Regions from separate parts of the Gossypium hirsutum genome. Here region 2 is linked to region 1. The links are chromatin contacts, called in public Hi-C maps. All regions are on one chromosome and are shown on one strand. The core of a region is the stretch at or near the end of the contact, and the rest is flanking DNA. Distances in the headings are between cores, read along the strand shown. Region 1 holds the start of LOC107955142. Region 2 has its middle 28 kb from the start of LOC107955147.

Region 1 (4,999 bases), core at 70-2,569:
CCTCGTATTCAGATACGTGTCAAGCGCGCACATATATATATATATCCAAATATGTCAAACAGAAGAAAACTAGGAGAAAAATGCAAGGAGAAATGCTAAAAATTAATACAAGAAGGCAACAAAAAAACCTGTTCCATATCTGGCATGATGGGGCAAACCCTGAGTATTCCATGAACCTCTAATTCCGGAGTGAGTTGAGTCCCTCCCCAGCACCTGAAATCAGAAAAGAGAGAACAATTTAGATCTATTCACCATTAAAAACCTATAAAAATTAGAACAAAAATGGATAACCACAATTAAAACAAGCCATACATAGCCAGAGGTCACCAATAATTCCATTAATGCAAAGTCCAAAGCCAACTTTTCGCCCACCACTAGCTAGCATTGGAATATACATATTAACTTTGCAAATTTAAGATGTTACAAAGAAAAATTGACCGGTAAACCCCACTAGCTAGCATCTATCCACTTAGTGAATATATCCAAGCACATGATGTATAGAATTTTAGTGTATTATATAAAGCATCTCTTTGCATCTTTTTTAAAGAATCATTCACTTGAAATATATAAATCCATAATGTTAGAAAAAGAAATATACAAACCCTAAATACAATTAAACCAGCTTTATCCTAAATATATCAACTTCTCAGTTACTTCCAATCAAAGTATATTATCCCCCAGTATCATAATTTCACATGTCTGCAAGTAAATAGGTAACTAATGAGTAAAAGGGTATTTCTTTTTTCGTCAAAATCAACAAAGCTGTATCATTTTATGGATAGAAAATGCAGAGCAAAAGGGTTTACCACTGATGGAGGGGGAAAAATAGTCCCAAAAAGCCCAGTTGTGGTAGTTGATGAAGAAGAAGAGTCCTTTGGACCAAAGAGATGATCCAAAGAAACAGACGATGAAGATGATGATGATGATGATGATGAAGAGCCACTCACTTGCCTTTTGTTTTCCATACCAGAAAAATAAGTAAACTTTTTTTTTTCCTTTTTGGGGTTTAAAAAAACTATCTTTCTTTGTCAACCAACGAACAAAACTACTCTTTGAGATATATATATCTTAAAACAATAAACAACCCTCAAAGAACGAGACCGAACAAGAAAGACAAAGACAAAAAGGTGGCTGGCAATGTCAGGCCAGTGGATAAGATTTTCTTTTTTCTCACAAAACAAAAGAAACAAACCAAAGAGATAAAAGTAAAGAAGAGTGCAAGAGAGGTAGGAAGGAGGTAAGAGAAGGAAAGCAAAAGAGAGGGACAGAGAAAGCTGAGAAACACGTGAAGAGTTTGCAGTGCAGATGTAGAGATATGTTTGTTGGTTGGCAAAGGATCCAAGCCTATTTATAAGCCCAAGAAAAGGGGGTTTTCACTGTTTGAGCTCCTTTTGTTCAATCCCATTTTGAAGATCGAAAGAGAATTAGACAAAGGGTATTTTTGCTAAAGCCTAGAAAAGGAAAACCCATGTGAATTCGTTCATTTTTTATGTCTGGTTTTTTGACAAATGGCTATGCATGTATCATTCAAACACCAAACACAAGTTGGACATCTCATTTGATTCAATTCCAACCCTTGTTTGCCACGTGTCTCCTTGGGTACTTCTTTTTTTTTTTAATAAAGAATATGACTCAAATATACGTATTATCTGTACATAATTATTTCTTTATAAAATTATTAGATATAATATAAATTGTTTGCTCCTTTTTGGTATGGTTTGATTTTTATGTCAAGTCTGCAACTGTTGTTATTTCTCTTAAGCTATCAAATGTTTTTAAGATCTTTAGTATTTTTTTTTGTACTAATGTTACAATTAATTATACATTCTCATTTGAACAAAAAAAATATAAGTCATTGTAAAAATAAACAAATATATATTGTATTATGTTAATAGATTACATTGTTGAGGGGAAGTCGAGCTTCCGAAAAAAATCTGTGAAGTGTCATTTGTCCGGAGTCAATAAACCTCTCAACAGGTCGGTTTGGACCTGAGGTATCTATGCCCAATTTTATTCAAGTTTTGTCTCCCGACTCTACTAAGAGCCTCAGAGGGTTCATGGAGTGAGAGTGCCTCCATTCACGAGGAAATGCCAACATTTGCTCTTAACGAGATTTGAGCTCATACTCTTATATGGCAATTGTGGGTAATGAAAGTACCACTTTATCTACAACACTTTGTAAACTTCTTTTAGAGCCAGCCCGGCTTCCTTGCAATAACGATCATTAAGAATATATGATTAATTTTTTAATATGATTCCTAAATTACCTTCAATCTTTATACTGAGGATATTAATAATATATGTAATAAATATATTATAAAAATAATATATAAAACAATTGAGTCTTTTGTTGAAATGGTAAAATAAATATGTTGAAAAATATAGTGTCTTAAGTCAAATCTTATTGGGTGTATAATATTTATATAAAAAATATAAAAAATAAAAACATCATTAAATAATATAATTTATTTTATAAAGTAATTGTATTTTAATAATTATTAATTGAGTTGATTCTCGATTAACTCATAATAACAACTCAATCAAAAATTTAATATATAGTACAAGTTGTATAAAGCTATCTTTATTAAATTCAAATGAATCCCACTTAAAATATTCTTTTGTTATACAATTTTATGGAAGAAAAAAAGAGGACATATATAGCCGAAATTTAATTTGTGTTCCTAAAAGAACTTATATCTCAAAATTTATCTTGTAAATTATTTATCATATATAAAATATATTTTTAGTTATGATTTTTTATCAAATGTTATGAATAAAGTATACAAATAATATTTTAACAATCACTCACCAATCGTAAAAATTATTAACTTAAGCATTAACATTGTAAACATAAAAATTTAGGCACCCAACCGCCCGAGACCAATAATTATGTGATGTAGTATTATCATGGTGGATGATAGGTTGTATTACCATGCATTTCAACATACCAAATAGTATTATTCACATGGTATTATTAATTTGAAATTAAAAGAAGATAAATTAAAATATTTACCTCTTAAATTTTCAAAAAGTTTTATTTTAATTAGAAAAGTTATAATTTCATCACTAAATTTTATATATATTTTTAAATATGTTATACAATTATAATAAAATATGTAATAACTCGATTTGGATTCAACCCGATGACTTGACCTGAAAATCCATGGATAACTCATGGTTTAAATAACTCCAAGATGCTCCATTCGAGGGGATTCCAGACAAAATTGGATTATCTTTTTCCTCTCTACTTCTTCATAAAAACACCGACCACCTCCTTCTCCACTTCTATTGACACCATGTATCAACAATAGGTGAGGTGAGCATGGAATGAAAACGTGACCTTCATATTACAGAGGTACCTCAATCTGAAATCTCTCAATTGGTGGGTTCTACACCCTATGAAACCTTGATTCAGTTGGATTTGAAGACAACTTGCCAAGCTTGTTAGAAATTTTCCAAAATCCATCACTATTCGATATCTGGCATCATCACCCTTCAACGCCATTGAGGGTTATCATTGAACCTGTCATTAGTTCCTACATGCAACTAAATTGAACCGTCAGACACTGGGCTCACATCATTTCCCAGATAAGCCTTACTTTCTCTTTTTATATGTAAGAATGAAATGCTACAATTTTGTGAATTTACAGAAAATCACATAAGCAGTCCTACAGAGGTTCTGTTTTATTAAATTTGTTATGTTGTCATGTAGTGTAGTTAAAAGAAACTGATTTTTTTTTTAGAAAAAGAAATTCCCCGAAAAACCAATTTGTGTGGTTTGTGGTGTGAAAATCAAAGGGATGATGAAAACAAAGTCTGGGTATTTTCTGTTTGTTGGAGTAGGAGAAGAAATGTCATATTAAAGGGAAAAAATGAACTTCGAGAGAAATTGGTTGCCTGTCATCCCAGAGAAGGACAAAAATTGGTTTTGTTTTGTCTGTTATTGCTGTTATTGTTTCATTTTGCTCTTTCCATCAAAAATCTGATTTGTAGAATCTAGGATTTGCCACTCTGGTATCATTGATAATGCTTACATTTTTCTAATCCTTTGATGGCCACATGTTATCACCGTCACTATTGCTAATGTAATTTTGGTAATTGGTTCTGCTGTATGAAATGTAATTGAAGTCATGCGGGTTTAGTTAGAATAAAATAAGACTGCTTTTGGTTATTTCTTACTAAAGTTGCATAAATTGTTTGTGAAGGAATTGGCTAATAGATCTATCATGCTAAGAATTTCATAGCCAGAACCTATATGCTATTCATACAAGGTGGATTTCAAAATTAAGGTTATGTGTTAGTGTTACAAAATTACTAAGATTTTGATTTCTTCAATTTTTATTTGTTTTATGTCATTTTTATGTGTTTTACTCATGTTCTTACTATGTTGTATAAGTACTTCATTTAATAAGAACTTCAGCTTTGGTGATTGTTTTGGTTTTTGTTACATTTATGGGTCCTATATTTTGTCATCTCATCTTTATGATGTATTTGTAATATCTGGTGTTCCTAGGTCAATTAGATATAGAATTTGGAATGCAAGCATTTCAACAATGCTCGCTGTTAGTGAAATTATGGCCACCTAGTCATGGTACAAGGCTGATGCTTGTAGAGCGGATGACGAAGAACCTTACAACCCCATCCATTTTCTCTAGAAAGTATGGCCTATTAAGTAATGAAGAGGCTAAGGAGGATGCTAAGTTTGATTAATGCACCAATACATGAAGAACCTTCTTATTGCATATTATCTTAGATTTGACATGTCATTGAATTTTACATTTTCTGTTTGTAGTATAATAGGTCAAAACTTCTAAGACTTCCAAGCTAACTAGGTAGTAATATTACTTTTGTGGTCATCTCTTATTTTGGTTTACTGCTATTAGAGTCAAGCAACCATAACTTTTTTGTTATCAAATTATCTAGAAAATTAAATTATCTAGAATCAAGAAAGGTACTGGTTTATTTATAAAAAATGTTGTTATCAAGCTGGATTATGTGT
Region 2 (5,118 bases), core at 2,105-4,604, 110 kb before region 1:
AACACGAGTTCAAAAGCAATTATAGTGCATTTAGTATTCTTAATCACATGTATTGACTTGTTTAAATTTAATTCTACTCACAATTTAAACTAATTTATTTTTTTCTATTTTCATACCTATTGAATATATGTTATTATTATTAGTTTCAAACAATACATTTTATTTTTTATTAGATATTATTTTTAAAAACACACACATGTTCTAAATACTTGATTTTCACAATTTACGCTTGTGATAGAATTACTAGTATTGATAATGTTGTTAATTGAGTTGATGATATAAATTAACTTAATACCAACTCAAGAAAAATGACAATACTGTGATAAACAGTTGGGGTTTAATTAATAGTCTTAATATGATGTATTACCTATTTAAATTTCCTTCTTCTTTTTTGACACTTTAAACTATTTTTATTTCAATTTCATACATATTGTATTTTTTTATGAATTTCAAACCTTACATTTTATTGTTTATTTTATATTATTTTTAAACTTGTACTTATATTCTAAATACGTGGTTTTCACATGTATACACATGTGATAGAATTTCTAGTTTGAATGAAACAAAAAATAGCAAATTGTTAAGAGAAAAGCATTCGAAACCTCTCTATGATTAAATTTTACCTTGTGATTTTTAAAATACTCACCTATCTCCTAAGATTGGATGAAAAATCCACTAGCCTCCTCTTATTAAATGAATTTTAAATTAAAGGATAACTCTACCCTTTATTAGTTATTTATTATTCTATTTTTTGTTATTTTGAATTTTTTATGTTTAATACTTTTAATTAAAAATAATAAATATTTAATTAATTATGAAATCATTTTAATTATTATTTGTACTATATTCTAATATAATCAAATGTTAAAATAATGCATTGTTCAATTAATATATATGCAAGTTTTTTTTTTTTGAAGTTATATTTATAGCCACAATAACAATTACAAAGAATACATTCAAATAATCATATTAATCAATAAAAAGCACAATCAAACTAATAATCAGAATATATCAAAACTACCAACATAATCTATACAAAATCCACGTATAGTAAAACATAAACCATAATAAATATAGGTTAAGAACCCACACATGGTTTACAAAGAGTGGGACTTGAACTTGGGATCTTAAAGTTCCCAAGACCTTAACCATCCAATTAAGCTAAGGCCTTGTTGAGGGAAGTTGATTCCATTGTCAGAAGTCTGCAAAGTTTTGTCCATCGGGAGCCAATGAACCCTTCAACTTGTTGATAATATCTTTGGTGGGTTTTTTTTTTCTTTTGACTCTAATGAAAGCATAGGTGCCTAAAGAGGTAGAAGGTTCATAGTGTGAGGACGCTTTGTTGGGTGCTTAATAAAATGAACCACGCGGATATACATGGTCACCCACTAAAGAAATCTCAACATTTACTCTTGGTGGGATATAAATATGTGCCCAATATGCTATAAGACACTTATAGGTAACTAGACTATCACTTGAGATAAAAGTTATAATTTTATTTTATTTTATTGTCATCTCTTTTACGGTTTGTTTCTTATTTAATGATTTTTCTATACAAATACATGTTAATTATTTAATTATAATATTAATCTTGAGATAATTTTTTACTTTTATATTTTAATAAAATTTCCATGAAATTTTTTTTAATAATGGTAACTAATTAATTTTACATAAAATAATTTAATGAATGTATCAAGATTAATATATAATTAAATTAAATATAAATTTAAAATATTTACTTTTAGTTGAAGTTGAATATAATTTTTTAATGAAAGAAGTCAAATATATTTCATTTTGTAGGATTTCATATGTAATTAAAATTTCGTTATTTTTTAATTAAAAGAGAAATGAATAAATCAAATAGAAAATGAATTGATGAATAATAAAAAGAGATAATTGTCTTTTTTTATTTAAGGTTTGCTTAGTAAATAGATTTTAAAGGGGTTTGTGGGATTTTTTTTCAAACTTGAGAGAGATAAGTAGATATTCTTGAAACTATAGGGATAATTTTACATTAAACTTGATAGGGGTAAGTGTCTTTTACTTAATTGTTAAGAGCAAGTGCTTATTCACGGATATATATATATAAAAGGGAGGGATGCACTTTGTAACTTTTATTATAACTAATATTTTAACAATCCAATTATTGAATTTATCAATATAATTGTATTTGTCATACTTGTAAATATTTGAATCAATCTGATATCTTTATCATATCGATCTAAAATAATGTTTATATTAATATATATTCAAAGTTTCAAAATTTTTACATAAAACAAATAATTAAATATTTAATTTACTCCAAACTTAACATATGTGATCTACATGAATGAAACATGAAATCTGATGATTGAATTGTGTTCAATAATTTTTTAGCTATCTTTTAACAAACCACTAATTCACTATTCACATCACACCATTTTGTTGTTAAATTTTCATACCGTAAGTTTGTGAGTTTTTTTTTCTTTTGGGTTTGTAAGTTTAGAGTTTTTTTTTTCTTATTTTTAAATTATTTCAAATATGTTTCTAAAAAGAAATTAATTTTTCATGATATTAAAGCAATATATTTAGCAATTTCTAAAGATTGGTTCAAGAGATTTGGAACTTTTCTTCACAAAAAGGTATACCTCAACAATTTTTTGTATATTTTAAAATTACTCTTCTTTCTTTTGTTTGTGATTGTGAAAATCAGTAGTGTGGTTGGTGATTCTCATAAGATTGTGTGCTGTTCAATTAATTCATAGGGATATTATTTAATTTTTACATATATTTTAGGGTTATTTATAATTCTTTTTTATCCAAACTTATAAAATATTTAAAAATATTTAAAAATAAAATATTAAAATCCTATATCAAATAGTACGAATTGATACGCATCAATACAAGTTGTATTAATCAAATCAAAATTTTTTATCAGAATAAAACTTAAATTATTTAGTATTAAAATAGTACAAACTACTATGCTTGGCCACTCCTTGATATTTTATCTTGGTTCCGTCCTTAATTATGACCCCTTTCACTTGTACTCTCAAATTATAATAATATAGAACATGGTGCATATTAATTTGTATATTATAATCATGTTTAAAATGTTATATTTATATAAATTTTCAAAAAAGATATTTTCTTTATATAAAATTTATGGTTTTCATATAATTTCTTTCATATTTGTATTATCTTTCTTTTTTTTTCTAAATTTATTTGTATTTATTGTGTTGGTGTAGCATTCCAAGTTAAAGGCGGGACTTGTGATTTGTGAGTCCAAAAAGCTACCAAGCTGGATGAGCTAAGGCTTGTCTTGAGGAGCCCATTAAACCATATGTACCCTCCTAGGCTACCACTCAATGTTTCCAGAAACCATTTAGCAGTGGTTGAAGCCATTCTAAACCATGGATTGGTCCAGGCCTAACTACCCACAAGAATGGTTGGTTGCTATTAGCTAGCCCATGCTATCACCTGGGTTTTAACTACAAGAAAAACGCAGTTGTGGTTGAAAAGGAAATAGTCAGTAAAGTTATAAATTTAGTCTTTATAATTTACAAGATTTAAATTTAAAGGCCTAACATGTTTTCTTTTATATATTATACGGATGGAGATAAGGATAACATGGTTTGAATTCGTGTCAAATGAGTGTTTAACAAAATTTTTAATTATCACTCTATACTAATTAAGACTATTGCATTTGTAATTATTGTTAAGTTGGTACAATTATTTATTTTTTGTGATAATATTTATAAAATTACAATTGTAAGTACTTGTGACAAATTTAAATGATTACAACTACTTTTGGGTAAACTATAAATGGCTACTATGAGATAAAATAGGATCATATTGGGAGAATGAATTTATCCCAAAGAGATTAATGATATCTTATGAGGGTAACACACTTATGACAAGGTCATTGGATGAGCACTTATTGAGTAGCTTTTGTAATGGTATGTAACTGGGGAGAGCTCAATCACGATATTATAATGGAATGAATTTATTACTAAGTAAGTTTATAATTAATAGGTGAAAAATTAAAATTTAATTATAAATTATTTGAGCCCTAATTATATATGTCCGCTAGCTTATTATGCAGCATCCTACCCGATGAAACCCTAGTGTTCAAACGATGTTTATGGAAGGAAGGCATAAATAGTAAGTTTTGAGTGTGTGTAAAGTATAAGAAGTTGAATAAGTATAAGAATTCTTTGAGCAAGCCTATAACGCCTCAGTTCTTGCTGGCACAAAGTCCTGCGTAGCCTTTGAAAAGTACAATTGGCGAATTTGTAACTGCCCAAGTGCTCTTTTTGAAGCATTATGGGGGCAGACACAATTGTATGTTCAAGATGTTAAGAGTTCCACGCTAGATAATTGTGAATTGATAGAAGAATAATGTGGTCAGGTAAATAGATACTGAAGGTATAAGCCCACGTTAGAAGTAGTATACCATTTTCCCCATGATACTGTACAATTTAAGTTATAACGTAAGTTGGTTAGGAACTAACCGAACGAGAACCATGATATTTAAAAGAGAAAGGGAAAGTACAGAATTAGTTTCCTCAGAATTTGTAGACCCTTGATAAGATAAGTCAGTGGTGATGTGACATTTATCAAGTTCCAATAAAGACTTTGGACTATTTTAATAGGTCTTCAAGTTGAAATAAAGGGAGTTCTCTTCTCTTTTAGAAATATTAAAACCTATGGCTGGAGGAAAGGAGAAGCATTTTTCTTTAAGCTAGATCCTAACCTCTAGATTCTTCTATAAATTTGTCCATGTCGAGGTGAGTTTTATGACTCTGAAAAGTAGATCTACATGAATGCCTAAAAAAGTAAGGCTTTGTTTATAGGTTATTTGTATTTAAGATGATGGAAAAGTTATCCGAATGAATTTTTATGGTGTTCTTTTGTTTTAAGAGGCAGTGGTTACTGTAACTCCTAAAAGGATCTTGGATCTAGAGCTCAACCTACTATACATTCTTGACAGGTGAATCCCTAAGTTAACTTTCACATGTAAGGTATTAATTGTGATGTTTCTATAGAAAATGGCCAGATTGTGAACGCTAAATGAGTCGTGCATGTATAGTTCATGAAGAAACTGATAGGTTAAGCATGAGACAGTTGTTCTAATGATGA

What was found. A called contact is a pair of places that touch in the nucleus more often than the background predicts.
Region 2: a Hi-C map of leaf shows a contact between it and region 1, with 2.6 times the contacts expected there. The contact joins the enhancer-like site here to the promoter of LOC107955142 in region 1. A contact is called at or near these places in 6 of 34 Hi-C or Micro-C datasets (callus, hypocotyl, leaf and 1 more).

What each region holds. Positions count from the first base shown.
Region 1 is chrD04:12,304,872-12,309,870 of Gossypium_hirsutum_v2.1, reverse strand. It overlaps LOC107955142, which reads right to left and starts at 1,319. Exons shown (of 6, transcript XM_016890869.2): 1 at 807-1,319; 2 at 129-213. The coding sequence starts at 965.
Region 2 is chrD04:12,412,692-12,417,809 of Gossypium_hirsutum_v2.1, reverse strand. No RefSeq gene overlaps it. Among protein-coding and RNA genes, the nearest start is that of LOC107955147, 28 kb to the right of the region's middle. Within about 2 kb of position 3,354, at least 2 of the 9 cell types and tissues checked have an H3K27ac peak or open chromatin away from gene starts, as enhancers often do. A contact at or near this core is called in leaf, where this site is marked.